Linked DNA regions of Mus musculus: regions 2, 3, 4, 5 and 6 are each linked to region 1. A link is a contact called in public ChIA-PET and promoter capture Hi-C data. All regions are on one chromosome and are shown on one strand. The core of a region is the stretch at or near the end of the contact, and the rest is flanking DNA. Distances in the headings are between cores, read along the strand shown. Region 1 holds the start of Bbs10 (Bardet-Biedl syndrome 10 (human)). Region 2 has its middle 39 kb from the start of Gm20758. Region 3 has its middle 7.6 kb from the start of Gm20758. Region 4 holds the start of Glipr1 (GLI pathogenesis-related 1 (glioma)). Region 5 has its middle 48 kb from the start of Krr1. Region 6 holds the start of E2f7 (E2F transcription factor 7).

The links. Promoter capture Hi-C pulls out the DNA fragments that hold promoters and counts their contacts. ChIA-PET counts read pairs in DNA pulled down with a chosen protein or histone mark. Capture Hi-C pulls out chosen DNA fragments and counts their contacts.
Region 2: a promoter capture Hi-C map of liver shows a contact between it and region 1, with 4 times the contacts expected there. The contact joins the enhancer-like site here to the promoter of Bbs10 in region 1. A contact is called at or near these places in 3 of 39 promoter capture datasets (3T3-L1-derived adipocytes, the C10 cell line and liver), 4 of 115 datasets of contacts at active chromatin or transcription factors (acute myeloid leukemia, embryonic stem cells and extraembryonic endoderm stem cells) and 2 of 9 other capture datasets (adipose tissue and macrophages).
Region 3: a contact with region 1 is called in a promoter capture Hi-C map of hippocampal neurons, with 3 times the contacts expected there. The contact joins the enhancer-like site here to the promoter of Bbs10 in region 1. A contact is called at or near these places in 4 of 39 promoter capture datasets (the 3T3-L1 cell line, the C10 cell line, hippocampal neurons and 1 more), 1 of 484 Hi-C or Micro-C datasets (cerebral cortex), 2 of 115 datasets of contacts at active chromatin or transcription factors (embryonic stem cells and pancreatic cancer cells) and 1 of 9 other capture datasets (adipose tissue).
Region 4: a contact with region 1 is called in an RNA polymerase II ChIA-PET map of memory CD8 T cells, with 20 read pairs. The contact joins the promoter of Glipr1 here to the promoter of Bbs10 in region 1. A contact is called at or near these places in 5 of 39 promoter capture datasets (the C10 cell line, the HPC-7 cell line, cranial neural crest and 2 more), 3 of 115 datasets of contacts at active chromatin or transcription factors (effector CD8 T cells, extraembryonic endoderm stem cells and memory CD8 T cells) and 1 of 9 other capture datasets (liver).
Region 5: a contact with region 1 is called in a promoter capture Hi-C map of neural stem cells. The contact joins the enhancer-like site here to the promoter of Bbs10 in region 1. A contact is called at or near these places in 14 of 39 promoter capture datasets (the 3T3-L1 cell line, the C10 cell line, Sertoli cells and 9 more), 19 of 484 Hi-C or Micro-C datasets (B cells, CD4 T cells, the CH12 cell line and 13 more), 16 of 115 datasets of contacts at active chromatin or transcription factors (the NIH/3T3 cell line, VIP interneurons, astrocytes and 11 more) and 3 of 9 other capture datasets (adipose tissue, liver and macrophages).
Region 6: a promoter capture Hi-C map of adipose tissue shows a contact between it and region 1, with 4 times the contacts expected there. The contact joins the promoter of E2f7 here to the promoter of Bbs10 in region 1. A contact is called at or near these places in 2 of 39 promoter capture datasets (the C10 cell line and pre-B cells), 1 of 484 Hi-C or Micro-C datasets (CD4 T cells), 1 of 115 datasets of contacts at active chromatin or transcription factors (large pre-B cells) and 2 of 9 other capture datasets (adipose tissue and liver).

What each region holds. Positions count from the first base shown.
Region 1 is chr10:111,296,782-111,301,342 of GRCm38.p6, reverse strand. Bbs10 (Bardet-Biedl syndrome 10 (human)) reads right to left here and starts at 2,664. Exons shown (of 2, transcript NM_027914.1): 1 at 2,436-2,664; 2 at 1-2,130. The coding sequence starts at 2,620. The coding sequence ends at 174. It overlaps Osbpl8 (oxysterol binding protein-like 8), which reads right to left. Exons shown (of 24, transcript NM_175489.3): 24 at 4,096-4,561.
Region 2 is chr10:111,832,932-111,837,036 of GRCm38.p6, reverse strand. No RefSeq gene overlaps it. Among named protein-coding and RNA genes, the nearest start is that of Gm20758, 39 kb to the left of the region's middle. Within about 2 kb of position 1,291, at least 65 of the 459 cell types and tissues checked have an H3K27ac peak or open chromatin away from gene starts, as enhancers often do. A contact at or near this core is called in adipose tissue and liver, where this site is marked.
Region 3 is chr10:111,879,907-111,884,085 of GRCm38.p6, reverse strand. No RefSeq gene overlaps it. Among named protein-coding and RNA genes, the nearest start is that of Gm20758, 7.6 kb to the right of the region's middle. Within about 2 kb of position 2,230, at least 14 of the 459 cell types and tissues checked have an H3K27ac peak or open chromatin away from gene starts, as enhancers often do. A contact at or near this core is called in hippocampal neurons, where this site is marked.
Region 4 is chr10:111,994,210-111,998,705 of GRCm38.p6, reverse strand. It overlaps Glipr1 (GLI pathogenesis-related 1 (glioma)), which reads left to right and starts at 1,442. Exons shown (of 6, transcript NM_028608.3): 1 at 1,442-1,848. The coding sequence starts at 1,675.
Region 5 is chr10:111,922,481-111,926,728 of GRCm38.p6, reverse strand. No RefSeq gene overlaps it. Among named protein-coding and RNA genes, the nearest start is that of Krr1, 48 kb to the left of the region's middle. Within about 2 kb of position 2,083, at least 60 of the 459 cell types and tissues checked have an H3K27ac peak or open chromatin away from gene starts, as enhancers often do. A contact at or near this core is called in the NIH/3T3 cell line, embryonic limb bud, forebrain and 4 more, where this site is marked.
Region 6 is chr10:110,743,800-110,748,345 of GRCm38.p6, reverse strand. E2f7 (E2F transcription factor 7) reads right to left here and starts at 2,907. Exons shown (of 13, transcript NM_178609.5): 1 at 2,667-2,907; 2 at 1,922-2,014. The coding sequence starts at 2,014.

The sequences.
Region 1 (4,561 bases), core at 1,415-3,914:
GTTTGTCTGCGAACATGTGTGTACAACAAAGGACATGTCTCAGGACTTCACCCTCTCCTTCCACCCTGGGTGATGACCGCAGGCAGTCAGTCAGGTTTGCCATTAAATGCCTTTGCCCACTGAGCCATTTCTCTGGCCCCAGACTGAAAGTTCGAGCAACAGAAAACTGAGTGTTAAAATTCGTCTTCTGATTCTTGGTCAGCAGTTTTCTGAGGTTGCCTCTTGATGTTGATTATTAAATCAATGGTTAATATTTTCATCAAACACTGAAGAACTGAAGTTAGTAATTGGTACTTACCAGCTACTGACTCGAACCCTGATTGACCACTTACCATGGGTTGACTGGCTTGCAGTGCATGGAGAGACCGCATGTATATGTGTGGGAAACTGTCCTTTCCCTTCTTAGGCTTATAAAGGATTTTAGGGATGCCTAGAAGAGCATCAGCTATTAACATACTGATGACAGTTTCATCTGATTGTCGGCATTGTTTGGCATAGCTGAGAAGGTAGTAACTCATCAAAATCTCAAAACTTCCACCCACTGGCAGCACACAGCCTGCTGGCACAGTGGATGAACAATAACCCTGACAAGTACAGGTATCTAGTGACTTGCGCATCACTGGCAGCGTGTAACCCTTTCCGGCATTATCTGAGACCTGTAAGTGTTCGAAAGAAATTTCTGTTCCAGTGTCTTCTGCTGTAGGATTTCCAGTGGAATGATTCTCAATTGACAGGTCACAGTTATCAATTATCCCGCTTCTTTCTGGAGGCAAGCACTTCAGCATTTCATCTGTTTGGGATGGAGCTATTGGTGTCTTCTTGTGTGCTGACCACGGCTTACCTGCTCTCAATTCTGTATCTGAAGCCCCCAAACCTGAATATACTTCTAAATGTGTTTGAGTTTCCAATTTATTTTTGCTCTTTGCTACTATGTCCTGATACTTATCAGTTTCTGGTGAGTGATTACGCTCTCTGCTATTGTCATAAGCAAGAGGACTTGGGTTACATTGCTGTTTGGTTTGTATGATGTAATTTAGATCAAGGTCAGTAAATAGCTGCCGAAGCATCTTAAATGCTCCGTGAAAAGCTCTCTCATGCTGTTCAACAAGACCCAGAACCGGTCCACAGAGGACCATAGAGTGAGGTATAAATGCACATGTGCTAATCAAGCCGAGATGAACATACCTCTTGGATCTAAGGATGAGGGGCTTGCAAAACTTCACCAAAGTACTATCAGAAATTTCACACTGTGAAGCAACCTCTGGTAGGACACAAGGAGAAAGACCAGTGATCCTCTGGACAAGGGAAACTTCTTCGGCTGATAAACACTCCACCACTGATATGCTATTAAGTCTTGCACAGTAAATAACCAGGTCTGGTTGCTTCACACTGGTCAGGAGCAGTTTTACATTCTGACCACGCAAGTGGTTCATTACTGTTTTTGTCCTGTCCGTGATCCAGCACTGAGATGCCTGAAACTGTGTTTCTGAATTGAGAACAAACTCCGAGCCAGCCGATGAAAACTGAGGCTGGAGGATTTCTGTTACTATCACCATCCTAATGTCACCATCTGCTGGGCAGTACATAGAAAAGTCCCTGGGAAGCACAAGGCCATCTATGATTCTAGAATCTGAAACAGGAAGGCCTGTCACGCCAACATTCAACTCTGCAAAACAGTGATCCAACAACTCAAATACTTCAACCCCACTTTCACAAGCCATACACTTGAAAACGTAGTCACACATCAACTGTGAAATGAATCTGTGATTGTTTCTTCCCACTCTTCCACAAAAGTATGCTTCCAGGAGCAACTCTAGCGAGTGCCTGCACAGTTTTCTTCCTTCAGTGGATGAAGAAAAGACAGACAGGTAGTGCCTGCTTAAACTCCGGTCTACAATACAACCTAGGGTTTGTGTCTGAAACGTTTGCAGAGCCTGGGAAATAGATTTCCACTGACAACAGTTTTTCCAATGCCTTTCATGGCTCTGAATATTTTCAGAAGTGAATGAATCTTTTCCTTTTTCTCCGATTGCATGAAGTCCTCTGAGTAAATGGCAAAGAAAAATAATAAATGTCTTAGCACCATCTCCTGTCTTTTTAAGGTGACTGGAAACACACGCCACTATCATCCTGTATAGGAAGGGAAAAAAATAACTCAGATTTTCTGGGTTAAATCCACATTTTCATAGCTATAAGGCACACAGATTGTCCTTTTGACATATAGGCTTTGCTTTACTTTTCCTTTAACTACTTCATTCAGGGATGGGGAAAGAGTAAGAAGTGTTCTGTGCACGTGATGAGGTTTGGGGCTCGGGACTAGTAGTTTGGGCAGCTCTCTGATGTCTACACTGGTTTTATCCAGGTCCACGGCCTCAGGATGGGATGGGAGATTGAGGGAGATGCGCGCCTAGTGGAGGGCAGGAGAAGTGAGGTACCTGGCTAAGGGATGCTCTAAGTGCAGCGCCTCCAGGAGGCAGCCTCCATCCCTGCTAAGCAGCACCTCGCCGGTGGGCTTCGTACACAACACTTGGCCGCCCTCGGGCCCCACGCAGCGGTTCGCGATGCTCTCCAGCACCTCGGCCACCCGCAAAGCCGCCGTCACCGACCCCTGGGACGCCATGGGTAAGGAACCACGGGTAACGCTTCCGTTAGGTCAGGCCCGCAGAAGGGCGGAAACGGAAGAGGCGGGGAAAACGGCGGAAGAGCAGTAGCTTTGGCATCGATTGGCGGAAGAGCTCTATGCCCCTCGGTGGGGTGGAGCCCCGCCAGCGGTGGGCGGAGACTCGAGTGGTCCTGGGACGTCCTTACTTTCCTGGTTCACGTCCCGCGGGCCTCCCTGGCCACTGCAACCGCTAGGTCTCTGCAGGGAAGGGCTCGGGCTCGGGGGCGTGATTACCGCCCCATCTCGAGCTTACTTCTCTAGTGCCCCTGCCGTGTAGTTTGCTCTCCTTGCCTTCAAGCAAACGGTTTTAGAATGCAGGGCAGGCGGAGAGAGCTTGGGCATAGCCATTTCTAGGCTCGTGGCTTCCGCTGGGGTGTGCTACCTTGTGTGTGTTCAGGTATGGACGAAACCCCACCTAGTTAAACCACTTGAGCAGAAGTAGATGTTTGCCTTTTATTCACATCGATGATCAATTGTATTTGTCATTTGTACTGTATACCATCCCAAAGCAGAAATGTTTCACCCAGTAAAACACAAAGGCTTTAGGGAGCGCACGAGCGCTGGATTCATAGCTAAAGGGCTTCTTTCAGCCAGAGACCATCTGTCTCTGCTTTCCTCATTTAAAACAAACAAGTTGGTAAAACAAAACAAAACAAACAAAACCAAAAAAACCTTTAAAGTTCCGAGGTGGATAAGTTAGTTTTTGTACTGTTTCTAACTCGAAGTACAGCCAAGTATTTGTCATTTACTCACAAAATTCTCATGGTGGATCATTACCCAGGCTGTCATACCCACAAGAAATGAATGCAGAACAAAGCTGTCAATGTTAGCAGGAAAGTGATCTTGTAGATAGATATTCAATGACGTTTAACACTGACAGCAGTGTCCTTACCCCACACGGGCAAGAGGATTCTGAGGGACAAGTTAGAATGAGGTGAAAGGAAGACAAAATCATGAGTAAAGCCTTCCTGAGGTTTCCTCAATAACTCAGTAGTAAACGACCGGGAGGAGAACAGCATTTCAGTGTCTAATGATACTGCTTCAGTGTTTTTTCTTGGTTGCATTCATCACTGGACATTATCTTTAGACTGAAATAGTGGGATATTTCAAACATTTAAACAGTACAATCAAGTGCACTGTGTAGTCGTGATTCAGGAGGCTTTTACCTGAGAAAGACAGACCGCCTTTATTCTTACTGTGTAGTTTTTGGGGTCATTTAGATATGCTGAGCCTCATCTTTAATGTATAAAATATGTATAAACTCCACTTATTTTAAAAGAATATAAAGTATCAAGTAAAACATATATTAGAGATTGTCAAAATTCCTGTCAAGCCTGTACCCATCTTTTTCACACACACAATAAAAAATAAGAGGATTAATTTAGTACATTATGCATTAATACATTATATCAAGAGTCACTGGATCACAGATTGCTCTTTTAAAAAAGTTTATTTAGAATACCTACTTGTAGAAGTTAACATAATTTTACAGATCATTAGAAAAATTCTTTTCTCTCTGCAAACATGACAGGTTAGGAATAATAGATTAGAAATGTATACATTACAAAACCGCCTGTGACTATCTATACATTTACTATGCACCTTAAGAGAATTCTACAGTGTGCTGTATTTACACTGCAGGTGAGAACACACTTACATCCTATCATACAAAACTGACCAATGCTAGTGCTTGACTTTATAAACCCATTAACTGAAGTACTTAAAATTAAATCTATATTTAACATGCCAAAAGTGGAAATAAATTCAACTGAGGTTCTGTGGCTCATCATTCAAATGGTTCATGACATTTTTTCAAATAAAGATTATCAATATTAGCCGGGTGTGGTGGCACACACCTTTAATCCCAGCACTCGGGAGGCAGAGGCAGGCGGATTTCTG
Region 2 (4,105 bases), core at 42-2,541, 540 kb before region 1:
GAGGAAGTTGGATGCTCTGTAATTCTGAACGCTTATGAGTCACACAGATTATTTTATCTGATAACTAGGAACTTAGTAGGGAATTAGAAACCACCGGAACTTTGTAAATAAGAATTTTCTAAGGACACTAAGAAGGAAATAACACCAACAGAGGAGAGCTTTGGCTCCAAAGCCAAGGGTGATCATTGAGTGAAAAGCTCAGGGCCCCGAGACAGCTTGTATCCAGGGTGGAGTTGTCCCAGAAGGAAGGTGTACGGCTTGCCCACAAGATGTCATTCAGCAGATACCTGTATGCATTTCTTCCTCTTTGATGGACAAGATGTGATCCTTCATCCACGTAGAATTTTCTACAAGGGCTCATAGGAATTTTGCTGTCTTCAGCATTGAAGGATGGGGTTTGATACTCCTCTGAGATAAACCTGTTTCCTGTACTGTAACTCAGGTGATTTATAGTGGTGTCAGAACACGAACTTTTCCTTTCCCGTGTGGACCCACAAGTTATGCCTCCTCAGCCAGGCTACAGAGCTCTCTACAAAGCAGTCAAGCCCACTGAATATGCATGAGGCCATGAAAGAGGCATTTACCCAGAAGGCTGGAGGATGGCCTCAGCCTCTTCAAATCTTTCCTTATTCTTCACAGACTATCTTGTGACAATGGAGCAAAGTAAGCCTTGCTGTGCCATGCTCCTCTCCTGGGAGCTGGCTGTCATCTACAGTGTGGATGATGAAGGAATCATTGTAAAGAAGACAATAGCCCAGAGGGCCCTGCTCTGGTGCCCAGAACAGACTCGGTATTCTCAGCACAGTGATCTCAACGCTTACCACCTATATAGAAAGAGGTATATCGAACTCAAGTACAACAGAACTCTTCTGTTAATAATCCTTAAGGTGAATTTCCAAATAAGCCATTATACAAGCAACAACTGAGATAGTTCAGTATGTTCATAATATTAACAGACATCACCTCTGTCTAGATTCAAAACATTTCATGCTTTCAAAATAAAATCTTGACTCCATTGAACAGTTAAATTGAAATTCTCCCATCTGTCCAGTTTCTGGCAACTATGGATGAATTTTCTGTGTCTAAAGATTTATCCCCTCTGGATATTTAATATAAATGGAATCACATACAAAATTTAGCCTTTTGCCTCTGGGATGATGTTCTATTACTAATTCCTCGTTATTTACACAGGCAGCCACATTTTAATAAAAATTATGTAATATTACTAAGAGGTTTCTCTGCCAACACAATAAGCCAATTCAAGTCAACATAAGCAGGCCGATTAGGAGGCAGCTCTGGGGAGGCATCACTGCTCTCACTGGTGGCTAAAGAAAAGGAGTTTTCTAGAGCTTGGGCAAGGAGTGATATGCTCAGCTGGGAGCTGGCCTTGCGTCCTTACAGGGTCAAAAACTGAGCCTTGGGCGGGCACTCTTGGGTGGGTTGCCGGAAACCCAGGAATGAGGAATGATGAGTTAGCACACAGTTTTCTCTGTGTGGGCAGGGTGTGGGGAGGGAGGGCAGATGGGGTTTCCCAGCTTGTTCAGGGGCAAGCATGAGTTCAGGCCTTATATTATATTATATTATATTATATTATTTGACCTAACAAGCTTTTAAGAGGATATTTGAGAATTATCTAAAATGCCCAAAGTGCACAAACATGTCTATTATCTGATTCGACTCAGATATCTGCCCCTTACAGCCAGAAGTTAGAACACAGAGTGACATTCCTACACTTGGAAGAACAGAGACTATCTGCAACAGAACCCTAGAGAAAGGAAGTCAGGAATGAGAAAGATGAGGTCCAGGGTGAGAAGCCAGGGTCCCCGCTCAGCTTAGGGGACTCAGCCAGTGGAACTCGGGGCCAGCCACCTCAGGAGCACTGGCTCTTGGCGGCTGCTCAAGGACACTTCCCACTGATCTTTGGACCAAGTGTGGCTAATTCCGTTCAGCTGGTGTCGATTAGCTAACCTCCTGTGCTTTGAAATCACTGTTTACTTTTTTCCCCTTAATCACATTAGCCTGTTGGGGTTGTTCTTTCATTCTCTCTGACCTTTAGTTTTAAATTATATGTTACCGATGGTCTTAGTTTGTGGTTGGCTTGATGTGTTTTCCTTTCCTTCCCCCCCCCAGCCCTTCCATTCTTTCCTCTTTCTTTTGCAGGTGTAGCCACCATTCAACCTAGCTGTTTTATTATTATTATTATTATCATTATCATTATTTTATGGCTGTTTCTTAAGCTCTCTTTTGTCTCTAGTGTTTGCTTCTTTGAGAAGTTGTATCAAGGAAAACTGAATGTAGAGCCCAGTTGGGAGGAAGGGCTCGCTCTCCTTGAGAAAAAGGCTCCCGGGAATCCATCTCCAATTAGCCATGCTCCAGCCAGTTGTGTCCAGCCTGTGTTCCTCTGGCTGCAGGTAGCCAAGGCTGTGAGAATGTGGCCCAACACCAAACTGTAACCTTATTTAAGACATTGAGATTTGTTTGGCTGGTTGATTTGCAACTTCACTGAACAGTTCGTGAGCATGCACTTTGTTGATGATGACATCCTGCCACGGTGCCAAACGGTTGGACTTTCCTGCAGGGGAAGAGGAGCTTCCTGCCTGAGAGAAATTGATAAGAAAGCGCCCTGACTCCCTTTCATGGGTCTTCTCTACTAGGTACTTTACATCAGGTTCCTCTTTCACCTAGGAGGAGCAGAGGCCAGACTTTGATCCCACCCTCCCTGGATACCAGTCTCCTAGCCGACAGAGTGGCCAGTGAGCCCTGTTTTTTTCTGGAGAAGAAACATTTAGCAGCTCTACCTGAGAACCTGCCTGAAAGGAACTGCTATCAGGTGCATTGGGTCACCTTCAATAGGAAATGAGCTGTGCCCAAATCTGGACGTTCAGACCTCAGCCTCCAGAAAGCTAGCCCCTACTTGATTTCTCTGTTTAGCTTGTGCAAAACTAAACCAGAGATTTCTCCCTCACCTGGCAACCTGCTGAGTGGTCTCATCTCAAGTCCTTTTCATCTCTACAGTGTTAACTTTCGTCTAGTCACATCCGATTTTCACTATATTTTGCCTAGAGAAGCATTTTCAATAGAGTGTGTATATGGGTGTACTGGCTGGTTTGTACCAACTTGTCACAAGCTAGAGTCATCAGAGAGGAAGGCACCTCAGTTGAGGAAATGCCTCAATAAGTTACAGATGTGCGGCATTTTCTCAATTAGTGATCAGTAGGGGAGAGTCCAGCCCATGGTGGGTGGTACCATTCCTGGGCTTGGTGGTCCTGAGCAAGCCATGGGAGCAAACCAGTAAGCAGCCTCCCTCCATAGCCTCTGCATCAGCTCCTGCCTCCAGGTCCCTGCCCTGCTTGAGTTCCTGGTCTGACTTCCTTTGATGATGAACAGCAACATGTTAAGTGTAAGCCAAATAAGCCCCTTTCTTCTCAATTTGCTTTTTGGTCACGATGCTTTGTTCCAACAATAAAAATCCCAGCTAAGGCAGTAGGAAGAATGGAGAGGAAGAGTAGAAAACTTAGCAGCTCTGTTCCTCTGAGAACCCTAATACAGGTATGTAGCTGTCACTTTCCTCTTTAGGCTACCTAAGATTGTGACATCTGTCTTGCTAGGAGATTCTCTGTTACCCTGTCAGTTCATATGCTTTGATGAGATAGGCTGCCATGTTGGAGAAGTCCAGAAATCTACATGCTAAGAAAGTGGCGAGTACCTAGTCAATAAAGAGCCTTCAGTCTATCAGCCTTCCCCTGGTCAAGCCTTAAATGATGCTTCAGTCCTCAAAGATACTCTGAGCTCAGCCTTGTGAGGGACTATAACTTCAAGCACTCTGCAGATCTTTCCCAGGACTGCAGAGACACAGTACAACAATAAATATGTATGTTATAAATTGCTATATTGTGGGGTCATTTGTCACAAGGCAAGAAATGACTAATTCAGCTAGAGAGGAATGAAAAAATATTTTCCTCTATATCTTTTTATACTAAACTTTCTCATTGGTAACGTGAATATCTGTTTAATAAACATCGTGATGTTTTTAATATGATTTTATTGGTGGAATTTATTTGAAGCTTAGACCTACCAATCAGAGAAAGACTCACCCTTTACAGGA
Region 3 (4,179 bases), core at 981-3,480, 580 kb before region 1:
GCATAGGTAATGACCTACATTTTATAGAGTTATAAGTGGTTATAACTAATTAACCCTACATTGAATTAACCCTTCTGGTTTCACAAGAATGTGACTGCGCTCAAAAAAAAAAAAAAAATCCAGAATGATCCAGCTCTTGCCAGTGTCCTTTTTCTGTGCATGTAGTTTGTCATTCTTTTCTCCTAAGATTATTTTTCTCTGCTCCAAGTCAACACATGAAATATGGAGACCACAGCTTCTGACCTGTGGAATGGTAAGCTATGTGTGCTCAAAAGGGAAATCTGAAGAATGAGAAACCTACTCCTGGTTTGACCATGGGTTAATTGGACTTCAAAGTCAATTTGCTTAAAAGAACTACAAACATAACTATTATCTGTGTCTACTTGAATAATCTTATTACAACCATAGTAGTTGTCTTGACATCGTGAAGCCTGCTGTGATTAGTTTCAGTCGCCTTTTGGGAGACTGGGTAGGGAAAGGAGGTGAGCGAGCGGGGAACCACAAGACATTTGGTCTTGGTGGATTGGTTGATGAACGGAAGGTTAAGGCTTGAGCTTTTTCTTGGGCAGTGAAGAAAACATTTGAATTGCCAACATCACACCGTTGTGTTTGTGTCCCTCCACCATGAAGACTAGAGAGCGAGAGCTCATCCTCTCAGGTCCCCTGATGCCACCGAGGGCTCTGGTGGTCAAGTTGGAATATGAGCGGGCAAAGTTGGCCAATGTTTCCTCTGCTACCCTTCTTTCTGCCGGGAAGCTGGAAGGATGATGTCAGAAAAGAGGGAAAATGCTTAGCCAAGAATTCCTATTGCACACAAGTGATTCCCTTCGCTGATATGAGCCACTCTGTGATATTATTCTGGAATTATCGCCTGGACACAACCCATCAGATGTAACTAATTTAACTATAGGGTCTGGCAAACACAAGGCTAACCCCCAGGTGCCTAGGGACAGGCAAGTTTTACTGCAAACCGTAGGGTCCTGGTGAGGATTGATATTCTATATCAACTTGACAGGCCCACGGGATGGCCAAATGCTCAGTTAAACACTATTGTAGGATCTACAAGGACATTTCTGGGAGGGATGATGAGTCTATAGACTGGTTATAACCACTTCCCTGTTTAGTGAGGGTGCTCCTCATCCAACTGACCTCGAACCAGAATCAAACTGAAAGGCAAAAGAAGAGGCTATTCCTCATGCCCGCACTGAGGGCTAAGAGCTGGCATTTTCCTCTGGGACTAAAAAATGGCAGCTGGTGTCTCAGTCTAACCCAGCTTTTACAATAGAACTCACTAGATTGACTTTCCCATTCTCAGCAGACTTTTGGACTCAAACTGGAGTTATATCATCGGGTTTCCTGGATGCACAGCTTACTCAATGCGCAGCTTGGAAATGCTCCCTCTCTCGAACCACATGGTGCAAACCTTTCTCCCACATATGCGTGCATACTTACATAATCACATATTCACACATATATGCATAAATAATCTCCATTTTCTTTGGAGGATACTGACTGAGAGAATCTGAGAAAAATGTTACCTAAAAGGATCTTGATCGTGGATTAAGCTAAACATCCTGTGATGGGAAGATTCTTCGAGGGACACCACATATAATCATAAGAGGCTTCATAGAAGTGGGGTGGGGGAAGATCAGAGCCACAGACAGAGAACCGAGAATGCAGAATTCAGAGGGAAGAACAGAGGTTCCGTTCCTTCCTCTGAATGTAGAAGAGCAGACCAAGAATCAGTGTCAATCAACTAAGACATAAAAGTGGACTCTTCCCTTAACACTGCCGAGAACGGGACCCGTATTAGACTCTGACCCCCCTAATTACAAAATTAAATTGTTACCCCTCAAAGTGTATATGGTAATTTGCTACAGCGAACGTAGGAAACTAACACAGCTGTCTTGTTGCTAGGATCCCCAAGGACTCACACAACCTCTAATCATCCCTAAATCCACTTGAGACACCGCAGGGGAATCAGGAGGCTGTGCCTTTCCCATAGATTGAAGCTTCCCCTTCAGATCCAACGAGACGCACAGTATAGACATAAAGGCAAATCTGGATTCTTTTATCCAAGAGTGATTTTTTTTTCTTCAAACCCAGCTACCCCTACAGGCTTTGTGACTAAGCTGCATTCACCAAATGGAAATTTCATTTGCGTGACATTTAATATGGAGCTCTCTGAATGCATGATTAATTCTTGCAGATGTGAGATTAACTCATTATCAGATTTACAGAAGGTGGCGCTGCCATGAGAGAGCCCGTCTCTTTTCCGCAGCCTCTGCCAGGTTACTTCGCTACCCAAATCGTTCCGCCCCGAGGAACAACAACTCCTGGCATCATCGAAGGCGAGCTGGGGTCTCATGAGCGATTGGTTCAGAAGATTGCATCTTTATTATTGACAGTTCCCCCGAGGGATTTTGGGTCTCAAGTTCTGCTCCGAGACTTGAATTCATTAAAGGTTTTCCATCTTGAGCCAGTTTTAATTAAACTGTGCTCCCTTGCTCTTAAGTGTCCCGTGGCTCATTTGCCGCAGCAGGTTGCACGTAGTAGAATCCAGCTGTTGAGTGATTCTGACATCCCACACACTCCTGCTGTCATTTCAGGAGACCTACACGTGGCTCTAGAAGGTTAGCCGTTTCTTTAGCTAAATGTTCACAAAAGTATGGCTTCTTTACCACGGAAAGGATCAGAAAATGAAATCTAAAACTAGTATCTCAGTTTGCATTTTTTTTTCAGGAAGTAAAACTGGTATTTAAAAACATCCATGAGCAGACACTGTGCTGGTGGCACTGGTGTTAATATCATTGGATGACTTTAATGTTGTAAATACGGGTTAATTTTAGCTTTCTTCACTAGGAAGTCCATCTGCCTCGTGATTAAGCTGTTGGCATGATATGATATATGATATACAATATATATGATATACATGATATATGATGTATGATATATGATATAGATATGATATATGATATGATATAGAGATATGATATATCCTGTATGATATATGTGGTATGATGTATGCTATATGATTATATGATATATGATATATAATAGATATGATTTTTGGATGATTCAAACTTTGCATTCCTTCTCCAATAGGGTCCTTAACTGACTGAAGCCAATATTTTGGGCAAAGTGGAACAGCTTTCTGTTATTTATTTATTTATTTATTTATTGCTGATAGCAATAGCACAGCATCAACTGCCTCTCCTGTTGCTTGTCATCAGTCTCCTGAGTGATATTGTGGTCTGGACAATACAAATTCTCCCTCATCACTGTGGGTTTTTGAAGAGTCTCTTTGTTCAGCCAACCATCTAGTGAGTATTCATTGGGCATCTCCCTTGTGAAAGGCCTCGAACAAGACACCACACAGAATGTAAAACCATTAAGATAGGCTCTATTTCCTGGCAGTTCCCTATGTCAAGTTACCCACGATGATTGCTTCTAAGCTTAGGGACTCTGCATTGCCTGGATCTGGAAATTCTTGTGGTGCATCTACAGTGGCTGAGTCAGTACCTGCAGTATGAGTGACACAGGGAACAGGGTGATGGATTGCAGGCCATCCCTCTAACAATGGTCACTGATCACATGGAATGTAATGAGAGCCAAGATGACAGCAGCCAAATTAGAAGCCTGTCCCTAGCCAGTCACAGTGCCTGGGCCACTGGAAGTCTTAAAGGAGAGATTAGTACCTAAGGTGCATGGTGAAAGTGTGAGGTCATTTCGAAAGAGAGACAGAAAGAGATAAACATGGAGAGAGACAGAGACACACACACAGAGACAGAGAGAGATGAAGGAGACAGCATTAATAAAGACAAAAACAAACACCACAAGATATACCTTTTAAACAGAACATGAAAAATTTCAGCAACCGACTGGCTCTTTACTTAAACTTTAAAGCTAGTTTCTTTTCCTTTCATAAAAAAGAGTATATAATTACAAACAACAGACACAAGCCACGGACTGTCCTCTGGAGTTCAGTGTAGTTATACATGAGCAAGCGAGAGAGCAGAGAAATGGGAAGAGTATCGATAGGAAGAGAGTCAAGATTGCTATGAAGCTGTCAAATGAAGGTAGTGTCACATATGTTACTTTAAGAACACTGTAAGAAATTAAAGATGTGTGTTTTCATTTCAGTAGCAACCCGCAAAATAAACACTGAATTGTATAATT
Region 4 (4,496 bases), core at 193-2,692, 700 kb before region 1:
CATGTGCTGTCGCTTGAGTTTTTTATCTTAGCCCTTCTGGTTTGTGTAAAGTGGGAATCTCGGGATTGTTTTGATTTGCATTTCTCTCATAACTAAGGATGTTGAGGCATTTCTTTAAGTGCTTTTTTGGTCATTTGAGTTTCCTGTGTTGAGAATTCTCTGTTTAGCTCTGTACCCCGTTTTTAACTGGGTTATTTGGTTTGCTGGAGTCTAACTTCTTGAGTTCTTTATAGATTTTGCATATTAGCCCTCAGAACCCTTAGTAGAGGGATAAAGACACTAACCTACCCACAAAACTTTTGGCCCAAAATTTGTCCTGTCTAAAGAAATGCAGGAACAAAGATGGAGCAGAGACTGAAAGAATGACCAACCAATAATCAACCCAACTTGAAACCCAGCCCATTGGCAAGAACCAATCCCTAACATTATTAATGGTACTCTGTTATGGTTGTAGAAAGGAGCCTAGTATAACTGTCCTGTGAGAGGCTCCACCCAGCAGCTGACTAAAACAGATGCAGATATCTACAGCCAAGCATTGGAAAGAGGTAGGGGACTTTTTTGGAAGAGTTGATGAAAGATTGAAGAGGATGGAATCCCCACAGGAGGGCCAACAAAGTCAACTAACCTGGACCTCTGGGAGCTCTCAGAGACTGAACCACCAACCAAAGAACATATACTGGCAAGACCAAGGGGTGGGGGGGGGTGTCAGCCATTTTTTGAAATGGTGACCTCAGACAAAGGCACACAGGCCTTCTTATAGGGAACCAGGGGAACACTCCAAAAGGATTAGGTAATCTAAATTTTCATTGCTGGGTGCTAGGGAGTCCCAGGTGGTCAGCAGTCTGCATTCCTGTGTCATGAATGTTTAACCATAGGATAAGATAGGGCTGCCCAGCCCAGACAGCCCATTCTGAGATAAGATATTTCCCCATTTTTGTGATTGTCCCCAGGCTGTTCTTTGGGAGGTGGTTTTATGTCCTTGTTTCTGGATTTTATGGTCTGTTCCTGGAGCTGGTGCCTTATGGCTTTCTTTTCAAAATCAGGCCTGGCCCTTAAATGGACACAAGTGGGGTTTATGTTGTCCTTTCAAAATAGAAAAGGTAAAAAAGAAAGGAAAAAAATTCTCAGTGCAATTACAGTGAAGAGTCTCATTTTCTCTGAAACCATAAAATACAAACCATGTTGCTTTGCACACCTTGTTTGGTTTTATAAATCTGGACAAGAAAAACAATTCTCTACTCAACTCTCATTAAAGTAACCTTTGTTATTTGTTTGCCAGAGAGAGAGAGAGAGAGAGAGAGAGAGAGAGAGAGAGAGAGAGAGAGAGAGAGAGAGAGAGAGAGAGAGAAAGAGAAAGAAAAGAAAAGAGAAGAAAAAAAAAAAAAACCCATGAGCTGCAAGCCATATATGGAGAAGTCCGGTGTAAGTTTCGTGACGTCATGTTCTGCTCTCAGGCTCCTCAAGCTGAAGTAGGCTGTGCTTTGTAAAGCTGGTCATAAAAAAAAAACCCAGCATGCTGAAGATGGAGCTCAGAGGCAGAGCACTTGTCTAGCATAAACAACCCTGGGTTAATCCGAGCTCCAACAGGGAAACAGTCTGCAGACTGAGAGAACCGAGCATTCTATCAGAACCCCGCAGCTCTGGATTCTAGGTCCAGCAGCAACCAGAGAGACCATGCAGGTCATCCTTGCTGTGATAGTCTGGATGGCTTCGTCTGTGTCTAGTTCTTCATTTACAGCAAGCACTTTGCCAGATATAACAAACGAGGACTTCATTAAAGAATGTGTTCAAGTTCACAACCAGCTTCGGTCAAAAGTGAGTCCACCAGCCCGGAATATGCTGTACATGGTGAGTTCACTAGCAAGGGCTTGTCGCCCATGTCAATCAGAAGCAGCTTGCCTGCATTAATTTGGGTGTGACTTCTGGGTAACCCTGAGTGGTTTTCTTATTTGCTTTCTTTTTTTTCCTTGTAATGAATGTGTGCAGTAAACTCAGCTTGCAATCAGAGTCGACCGTTACCTTCCCCGACTGTCTTGAGCAATACCACTGGCATGATTCAGTTCTTTCTGCACACTTCCTTTCCGCAGCCATGAGCAACAGACTTCTTTGTTGTCATGGTTTTTCCTGTTAATATTTGTGAGGTTTCTTTTTTGTGTCTTAAGGGTTCTTTTTTTTTTCATTATATATGCTGTGTAAAATAATGGTCTTTCATTATGATAATTCAGTGTGCTTAGGCTACACTCATTCCGTTGGCCTCTTGGCCCTCTTCCTCTGATCGCTTTCCCCTGCTACGTTTCTGTGGTCTTCGGTTGTTTTCCTCTACACTTCACATATAAGAGGTCATGATGCTTTTCCGCCTGCGTCTGCTTTATGCTACTTAGTGTGATGATCTCCAATCCCATCTGTTTCCCTGCAAATGTCATAATTTTGTTCTTGGCGACTCAACAATACCATTCAGTTTGTCTATATAGACATATCTGTACACAAGCTATTTTCCTTACTCTTTCATCTTTTGGGGAACCACTGGGTGTAATCCATAGCTTGGAGGTTGTGAGTAGTGCCACAAAAAAAAAAAAAAAAAAAAAAAAAACATGGATATGCAAATACTCAAGACGTGCTGACTTCCATCCCTGTAGAGACAAGCCCAAACATGCCGTAGCTGAATCACACGCTAGTCTTATGTTTATAGTTTGTGGTGATACTGATTTCCATAGTGGCTGAGCTAATTTACAGACCTATCAGCAGCATGTAAGGCTTTTTCTCCACCCACATACCAGGGGACTTACCAGTCAGATTTCCCTAATGGCTAAGGATGTTGAGCTATGCTTCTCTGAAGGACCGTGTTCAACCCATCTGTTGGTTGTTGGATTTCTCACCTTTTAGGGTTTAATGCTTTTAGCTCTTCATACATTTTAGGTATTAATCTGCTGATGCATGAGTAGCTGCTATATATTTTCTATTTTCTTCCTTTTTATTTTTGGTTTTTTCGAGACAGGGTTTCTCTGTATAGCCCTGGCTGTCCTGGAACTCACTCTGTAGACCAGGCTGGCCTCGAACTCAGAAATCTGCCTGCCTCTGCCTCCCGAGTGCTGGGATTAAAGGCGTGTACTACCACTGCCCGGCCTTTTTTTTTTTCTTTTTTTTACTTTCCTTCTTTCTTTGCTTCTTTCTATTTTTCTGACTCTGACCCCTTCACGATGACACGTGTGTCTAAAGGTATGTATCATCATCATGACCACTTTTTCTTCCATTCTTTGGGCTATGCCCTCAGGTAATGTTAATTTTCACTGTGCCCATGGTTTCTAATCAGTGCAGTCTCACTTGCCAGTACTTACATATTTCCTGAACCATTGAAGCCCTGTTCAGAAAATTGCCTATGCTTCATACATTGAAATGTTAGCCAAAGTAATTGGGCAAAACAGAAAAAAAAATAAAAGCCACAAATTTAAAAAAAAAAAAAAGATGTAAAATTGAGACATTTGGTTGTGGCAGTTTCAGGTCTCATATTTAGGTTTGTAACACACTCTGATTTGTTTCTTCTACACTGTATGAACCTGGTTTTGTGCTTCTTTGTGCATACATATTCAGTTTCTCCAGCACCACTGGTCTAGTATCCTCTTGCATTATCTCCTTGTCTGTTTCGATGCCAATACGTTTCTGTCGCTTTTGACCAGCCCTCTGGTTTTGAAGTCCAGATTGATAATTCCTTTAGCACTCCAATATCTGACCAGAAGTCCTTTCAGATTTTTTTTTCTAGCTTTAAGAAGAAAGCTTTACAAGCAGAGTGAGGTCTGTAAGCATCTTTCAGTGGTCCTCGCATTTGAAAATGCCTCCCCAAAGCCATGAGCATGAACAGCCTTCCCAGCAGCCTTTACAGCAGTGGTTCTCAACCCAGTGCTGTGACCCTTGAACACAGCTCGTCCTGTTGCATGACCCTTAACCAGAAAGCATTTTTGTTGCTACTTCCTAACTGTAATGTTGCTACTGCTGAGTTGTAATGTAAGGATGTTTTTAAAGAGAGGAGTTGCAACCCACGGGTCGAGAGCCGCTGATCTAGCGTTATCTCCAGCATGACTTCGGTGTTTCCTCGTTTTCAGTGTAGAGGTCTTTTATCCCCTTAGTAAGATGGTTTCCTACATATTTTACTGTTGGAGAACTGTCAGAATGGAATCATTCTGGAGATTTCTCTTTTGGACAGTTCACTGTTCCTTCATACAAAAGCTACCGTGTATCACGTGCTGATTTTCATTGTCCCTGCTACATCATGGAACTTGTTTATCTCTTAGAGCTTCTGGTTATTCAGACAGTAGCACTCGAAGACATGGATGTTTCTGCTTCTCTCCTATTCTTATTCTTTGACCTCATCACTTCTCCTTTGTACTGGCTGCTTTTGTGTTAACTTGACATAAGATATACGAGTCATCAGGGAAGGGGCCTCAGTTGCAAAAATGCTTCCATGGAATCCAGCTGTAAGGCAGTTGTTCTCTATTAGTGAT
Region 5 (4,248 bases), core at 834-3,333, 630 kb before region 1:
AAAGCAGTTTCTTAGTTTGCTTCACATACAGCAAGCCATTTTAGAATAGCCAGTTTGTCCTGGCAACAGTGTAGCCTTTAAAACAAGAATTTTGAAAACTGCAAGCAATAGACCCTTCTTGGTTTACATTCCTTGGAATTACTTCTAGTTTTTATGTCCTATATAGTTTTTACTCTTTTGAATGTTCACATATATTTTAATTATATGCTTCTCCTCCCTGGAGTTCTCTACATCTTGCCCAACCTCATGGTCTCTCTCTCTCTCTCTCTCTCTCTCTCTCTCTCTCTCTCTCCAGCAACATTACAACAAAAAAGTAAAAAACCAAGAAAGCTAAACTATAACAAAAAACTAAAAGTACAAAACCCATCAAACTGTAACAAGAACAACGCCCCATGAATACACACACAAACACGCACACACAGGGTCTGTTTTGTGCTGCCAACTACTCGTGAGCACAGAGCCTGCCCTGGAATATGGTTGATATCCTGACTGTTACTCCATTAAAGACATCTAAGTTTGCCTTTTCCAGCAGGTATCAGTTAGGAAGAGCTAACTGTTGGTTAGGGACAGGACTTTGTGCCCACTTGCCCGTCTCAGTGCCGGGATTTTGTCTGGTTTGAACCATGGGTCTTTGCACGATGCCACCATTTCTGTGAGTTCATATGGGCATTAGTGCTTGTTGCATCTGAAAGACACTGCTTCCATGGAATCTTCCACCCCCTCTGGCTCTTACGATCTCTCTGTCTCATCTGTGGCATACATCTTTGAGCCTTGAGCGCTCTCATCCCTTCTTACTGTCTTTTGCTTTAACACTAGCTCCCAAGACTTGTGAGAAGCTACAATCTATTTCTTCTCATCTATTCCGTGTTTCAGCTCAGTGAGACTGTTAGGTAAAGGCCCCCATGCTGTCAGGAACTCACATTCTAAGTGTTATCTTAACACACATGACGAACAGGGTCAGCATCCTTGCAGAAAGGGCATGAACAAGCGATGGGAAGGCATTTAAAGATACCCAGTCGAAAAACGTGAAATTTTCCCCGCTAGGGGGCAGTGCTCGAAAGAATAACAGTCTTTACACTTGCAGTTAGGCGGGACAGAGAACAATGACCTCCTTGTTATTTCCTACCCCACATGCCGAGCACATAAAGATTTTATTTCTTTGGAGAAAAGAGGGGCAAAAGACATTTTCTCTGACTTGAGGCAGAATTCACTGACGGTGCTTTCTTCGCTTGCTAAGCTCAGAGCAAGAGATGCTGGTAGCACTTAATATTCAGAATCACTAAAGCATACATTAAAGAAAGTGTGCCTATAAAAACGAAATCTTTCTGTAGTAAACTTTTAAGGAGAAGGTATTTGTCAAATTAATGACGACGGATCAGGAAAAAACTGGTTGCTCTGGTTTGAAAAATCACTAAAATTTGCTACGGTGAATAACTTACTTAATAAATAACCTTTTTTCCTCCCTTTGTGTGCGTAACAGTCACACATGCTGTATCGTTCAGAAACAAAGGCATTATCTATGCAATAAAATGAAGGAGTTAAATGTTGCTCTTTGAAGAAGGAAAGGAATATTGGATGAAGTGGTTCAAGGTGTTACTGAAGATAGAGTGTAAAGACTATGAGCGCATTGTATACCTGCTTCAGTCTCCAACGGGAACAGCATGAATTCCACCAAAGTGGAGACATTGTTTCTTTAAACCCTAATTACAGCCCACAGACCAGGGAGCAGGAGGGATTAGTTGAGCATTCCTGCCTTTCATGGGAAACCAGAGAGGGTAGGCGAGAAAAAGATCACAGAAAGAGTTTTCCCAAGAATGCCAGATTCAAACCTCCTCACTTTTTGGAAAGCCAACCAACGGACTTCAATAACCATCATGGAGGTGTCCAGGACAGGAACGCACTGGAGAAGCTAGCACAGCACTGGGTGCTATAGAGTGCTGTAAACCTTGATCTTTAGCTCATCTTAATAATAAGCAGCATGGGGATACATCGAATGGGGAAGCCAGTCCAAAGGAAGGATGTGTCTTCTACCCCAACTCAGTAAAACAGGTCCCCTTGCTAAAAAAAAAAAAAAGCATGCTAATTGGGAAGTCCCGGCCTTACTATCAACTCCCCTAGTCAGAGGGTAACATCAGAGGGGAGAAGTTGTTGTGATTCCTACCCACTCACTTCTGCCTTTGTCCTGGAAGGACAGAGTAGGAAGCAAGCCTACTGCAAACAAACAAACAAACAAACAAGCAAACAAGCATATAAATGTTTCATAGAAGATCAAACTTTGTCTTCCCAGCCATCCGTAGCTGTGTGACCCTGCATGGCCCTGCCCAGGACTGTCATGTGGCACACACAGTTCTTTTTGCAGAAGGAGATAACAGATACGCTCACATCACAGGATCAATGGGCAGGAAATAAGGGCAGAGGCAACTCAGCCGCTCTTCACAGAGCTTCTTCTGTTATGAGTCCCTCATGATCTCACAGGCTTGACTGACTTCAAAGGAGTAGGCTGTCATGGGGACTATGTAAAAACTTAGTCAAAGATACTAGAGATCCAACTATTCATGTTCTCAAGGGTCTTAAACTTTTCAAACCTTCAGTTTTTGTTCAGCACTTAAAAAAAAAAAAAGAGGAACTTTTCCCCATTTCAGGAGTGTACAAGCTGCAGTTGTAAAATATATGACTGCATGAGACCATAGTGACCTTTCTAGAACCCCTCCCAATCTTCTACACCCCCATCCCCACCCTGAGCAGCTAAGAAAATAGCACTCCCTGCCCCTGCTGAGAACTACAAATACAAGATTAAGATCAGGCATAAAGATGAAGTGACTTTAAAAACCAGTGTGTTATCCAGTGAGAGCGGCTTATTAAAGAATTCTAAACTGTATAGCTGTTCATAAATATACTCCCAAGAAATATTGAAGCTCTGACACCAAAAGTAATAAAACTACGTACACAAATACTATTCATTATGTGTAGTCACAGAGCAACCAGCTTATTTCTGGTCTTATCAGCGTCAACGTGGCAATAAAGTGTCTCCTTGTACTTCTGACTTCCTTATTAAAATGCACTAAATTTGTTTTTTTTATACATAGGGAGATAAGGTTATTAATTACACAAGCTCCTTATCAGCAAAATGTAAAATAGCAGGAGACACTAAGAAGGAAAAGAAACATTGAGAGGAAAGAAATTTAGGGTACAAGAAACCTTACAGGGTGAATGTGGAAGCCATATATATGAGACTTAATTTTTTCAATTAAAACATTTCATTGGCAAGTATTTGTAATTGGAAGAAAAACAATAAAAAGGCAATTAATGAAAAAGAATATACACATGTACGTGTGTGATTTACTGATTAACGTTAAAAGCATAAATTGTTGTCTCCCAGTGCTAAGACCTTTACAAATCTTAAGAGATACGCTCGCTCAGCAGGACTGTGCAGCAGAGTCCGTAGAGGCAGAGGAGAGGTGAGCTCAGAGGCCACTGCATATTCCTGGCTGTGTTTCCTGTAGAAAGCAGCTAATAACTGATGTTTGGGTTGACATAATTTGTGGGAACTTTACACTTACGAGGAGCAAGCACTCAGCAAATGTAAGGTGGGGGTTATCTTCCCCCCAGAAGGAGAAAATAAAGTGGAGCGGTCAGGTCTGTCCTTCAGTGCTTTAGTGCGCAGGACACTGGTGCTATGTCAGCAGCCGGCTCTCTGCTGATCACCAAGATGTCTGGGGAAGAGACTCTCAACACAGGGCATGAGCTAACAACCTCAGTCTTAGAAAAGACCACCTCCACGCACTTTAGTTTCTGTGGATTTACCGGCTACAGTCTCAAAATAGGTTAGTGGAAAATCATTTGTGTTGGCACTAGCAAATATTTTTAGACTAATTCGTCTCAACTACACATACCCATATGCAGTGTGCAAACTGAATCACAACCTATAACTTAGAGGACTAGATAATGAGGATTGGAGAAGCCATTAATGTAAATAAATGTTGATCAAGCTCAGGGGGCTCAAATCCACAAATCCAACTGGCTGAAAGCATCAGATTTTATACCACACTATGGTCTATGCATACTTTCTCTGGACCGATCTTTCTCTTTATAAAGTGCAATTTTATAAGCCTTCAGAACACTTTTAAAGCCTTTTCTGGAAATGTAGCACAAAATAAAGATGTTTTATGTGTCTGGAAGAAGGCCACGTCTAAGCCACTTCATCCCCATTTGGGGACTAGAGAAAGAAAGGTGTGTATGGTACAGGGG
Region 6 (4,546 bases), core at 1,658-4,157, 550 kb after region 1:
ACGTGACCCAGTGGTCCCTTCCAGGTATCCCCCGAGGGGTCTTAGGAAGGGATAGCTTTGCCTGATTGGCTTCTGGCCACTCTGCATTTCTCCAAGGCTCACCTCTCACTTCTTTTATCTGAAACACTCTTCTCACTAACTCTTTTAGGTAGGTTGAATTTCCTTACCCAATGAGGCGTAACACAAATCTTACCTCCCCTTGAAGCTTTCCAATGCAATGCTTGTATTTCTTCCTCCTCTATGCTGTGAGTATAATGTAGTTGGCTACTTTTGCATCTGGGTCCCCGAAAGCCTCTAAGGTGACTAAAGGACAAGTTATGACTGCACAGTCATTTTAATTCAGTACAATGTGAAAAGTGTATAAAGCTAGGCACTTTTACAAAAACCCAGTGGGTGAGATTCTAGGCATTGGCTCTGATTTATAAAGGTAACCAACGAACTAAGACAGGTCAGGCGATATTTAACCTCCTTATCTCCAGCTTTTGGGACACAAATATTTGCCAAAAGACCTTAAAAATGTATTTATTTGGGGTCATGTAGCTGGTAAGTGGCAGAGCAGGATATCAAACCCAGGTTTCTGTGACTGCAAACTCCATGTCCCCACCACCCTTAGGAATCCGATTTATCCTTTAGCAATGGGGAGAGGTCAAAGAGACCCCAATATCCACAAAAACCACTGTGTTCTTATCTCTTGCCTCCTTTCTTCGCTAAACCCCAACCAATTCATTCTAGTTGAGATGGTTTGACCACTTTCCCAATCTCTTAGGTCATTTGAATTTCTCTGCACTTTCCCATGAGAAAACTCACCACTTACTGAGGCAAATTAGGGGAGGGGACCATCAAACCTCAGGGACAGTACTTGGTCAGTCACTGACCAGAACAAAAGTGGGGCACTGAGAGAGCAGACCGCTTTCTAGGCAGAACTATTCAAATTACAAAGGAAAACAGAAAAGTTTTATTTTGGAACTGCCAAAACCAAAACTTCTAAATACACACACACATATATATATATATATATATATATATATATATATATACACATACATATACATATACATATACATATATATATATAGTTGTAGTCTTAAGTAACTTTAAGAATACTCTTTAAAACAAAAACGTCTTGGTATACATGCCCCCCTCTAACAAACATAATAGCTGCCAAATATTGTATAAAGTCTTGTATAAAGGCAAGTCTTTTGTCACCAGGCAGGTTCACTGTTGATGCTAACCTAAAACTAACACTTGGACTCCAGAGAGGTTCAATGCCTAAGGAAGTTGCTACTAGAGATTTCCATTCCAGGTTTCTGAAACTGGTTTGTTACATCTGTTTGCTGTTGCTTAAACAACGCTCAGATTCACAGCTCTGTCTTCTCAAAAGGACATCTGTTCTGCACACCTGTGCTGATGCAGGCCAGGGTGGTTTAGACATTGCTGAGTGTGTGGCTCAGTATATCTGAAGCAGAAGGGCTGTCAACTATTCAGAGGAGCTGGTGAGGGTCAGTCACATTGACCCCTGTCTAGGAGGCAAGGCTGTAACTCTTGGGAGACATCTCTGTAGTTGGTCCATTAGGAGGAAGGTGGTGTTTCTCAGCATTCGGACATTAAATCCAGTATTTACAACAACAAAATCCTGTTCCAGGGAATTAACGCTTTCTAATTTCTTCCAACATTAATTCAACTGCCCTTGGGATCTCTAGGCATCACAAACTTCTGATCACTGCATCCAGAATGCACCTTTGGCTTCAGAAGCTGGTTCCAACACTAATGACTTAAGAGGAGCCGAAACAAAGGTCGCAATGGCCCCATTCTCTAAAAACTCCTCTATAACGGCCATCACAATTATGCTGTATACGAGACGAAAGCTAGGCATCACCATCCAAAACATGCTGGAGACTATAAAGTATTTATTTGTGCTTACCTTTTGTGCGTTCTCTGCATCTTCAATGGCAAAATCTAGTCTGGTCTGCCTGGGGCTGATCAAGTCTTTTAGTGTTAAACAATTCACCTCCATCTGGAACACACAACTATATCAGAAAATGATTTTACATTTATTTCCCCCTACAACAACAACGACAAAATGCCACTTGTGAACATCAACTTTCCCTTCCTACAGCATTCCTGGAATTTTCCAAGAATGAAGACACCCTCCATTCCTCATTAAAACTCACACGGACAAACACTTAAAATATACTTAGGAATCACTGGAAATCTGGGAAGACGAAAAAACTGAACAAAACTGCAATCCTTTATGAAAAGCAACAGGCAAAATAGTTACCAAGGAAGGAAGGTGTTAGGCAAATGCCAAGAAAGTTACAGGGTCTCCCAGGTCAGTTAATTTTGGCGCAAAGAACCGGGAGGAATTCAACTTTGAGTGGGTTTGATCTAGGGGGTAGACTGAAACCTGATCTAGAGACCAACCCATGCGGGAAGCGCTCAGCCCCTCCCTAGGCATCTAAGCACACCCCAAGTGAAACTCTTCCCAGGGGACCCCTAAATCGTGGGGGTAGGTGGTAGTGGGGACCAGCCTCCTTCACCTAGCGCTGCAGCCAGCACAACCCCAGGGGGCACTCGGACCCGGGGCCTGTGGGACGGCATCCAGGGCGGCGGGTAACCCGTCTCCGCATTCCCGCCTCCCCATCCGAGGGGGCCGCACGCTTCCTTACTGTCGCTGCGCGATGGAGGGTCTCTCCGGGGACGTCCGCAGCCGCACGCGTGAGCGGGCAGAGCGTGTAGATCTCAGCGGCCGGCTGGCGACATGGGCAGGGCAGGGCAAGGCTCGCAGATCCTCCGCTCCACCCGCGGTGTCCGCGTAGCGACAGCGTCTCCTACCCGCCTAAGCCAAGCTCCAGCCCTGGATCGCGGTCCCCGCTAAAACACCTCCTCTGGCGCCTTGAGACTGAATTTGAGCATTCACCAATGCGCGGCGGCCGGCGGGGCGGTGCCGACCAATGGCGCGGCGGCACGGCCCGAAGCCCCGCCCCTCGCTGTCTTGGCGCTCGGCGCCGCGCCTTTCCTCCCCTTCGCCCGCCCGCCGGATTGTTGTCGCCTCGCCCCCTCCCCCTTCCGGGTACCTGGAGGCGGTGACGCGGGAGCGTTTCCCGCGGGGACGCGGGCGCGGACGCGGGAAGCCGGGGCGGGGCGGCGCGGGCCGGCGCGCTCTCCGCGGGGCGCCCTTTTGTTGTGGGGGACCGACCCACGCCGGCCCCCAGCGCAGCAGATGGAGCCGGGGAAACGATCCGCACGCGCGGGATGCTGCGGACGCCGCCCTGCCCCCAGCAACCTGCGGGAGCCGAGTTGCCGGGACCTGCCAGGGCGGCTCCCTAGCACCCGGCGCCGCCAGGTGACACGTGAACCCTGGTTAGCACCTGGGCTGCGAGCAGATGGCACGCCCGTTAGCCCTGGGAACAACCCCGGCAGCCGCACCAAAGGGGGTTTTGCAAAAGGTTTCCTGGTGTTCCCTCTCCAGAGCATTAGAGATGGTCGAGAATGTGTTATTAGACAGTTTCTAGTAAGGACTAGCTTGGGGGATGGGGGAACAGTCAAGAATATCTCTGGAATATTACTGATTTCTATTAGACCTTTCACTTCCTTCGGATTCTTATTTAAAATATGAACCTAAGGAAAGACTGCTATTTTAGGCCCCTCTTGAGAAACTCTTGTTTAGAACCGTTTTGGATTTGCACAAAAAACTGAAAAGATACTTTAAAAGAGTTCACTCACATCTAGTACCCAGTTTCAGCCACTTATGTAAGTACAAAGCACTTGTTTAAGTCACTATTTATTCAGGTTTTCTTTTTACCAAATGCTTTTTTATTTCCTGTTGGAGGACATCGCTTTTGTTCATCTCTCCTAAGCTCCTGGTTCAGTTTCTTGGGTTGATCCCCAGATTTTCCCCGAGTACTGTTATTTTGTAGGGTGCCCTCAGCTGGGATTTATAACGGCCTCTTTAACACATGCCCACGAGTATTTCCCCACTTCAACGCAAAACTATCATTCTCATTACCCCGTCTTAGCCGTTCCGTGCAAAGGCCCCACCCTTCACCTCTCAGCTCTCAAAAATGTACAATGAGCCATCAGAAGAATTCAAAATATTTACTCAAGTCCTTCGGTTTTTACTCCAGTCTGCTGGTACATTCAGCCTGAAAATGGCTACCGGACTATACCTTAGAAAAGACCAGAACGCATGTAAAACAATCCGCATGAACAAATAAACAATAGTAGCTTAAAAAAAAAGTATGTCTATGGCAAATAACAATTTGAAGACTATAGGGATAGCTCAGCCAATAAAGTGCTTGAAGGATCAGAGTTGGACCTCTGGTGCCCATGCTGGTGTGGAGGTGCCTGTGCTTGCAGCACCAGCAGGCACAGACCGATCCCTGGGGCTTGCGGACTAGCCTGTTTAATAAGCTCCAGATAAAGGAAAGACCCCCGTGTCAAAAACCAGAGGTATGGGGTTGGAGAGATGGCTTAATCAGTAAAGTGCTTGCTCAACAAGCAGGAGGACGGAGTTGGGATTCCCAGCACCCATTTTCAAAGCTGGGGG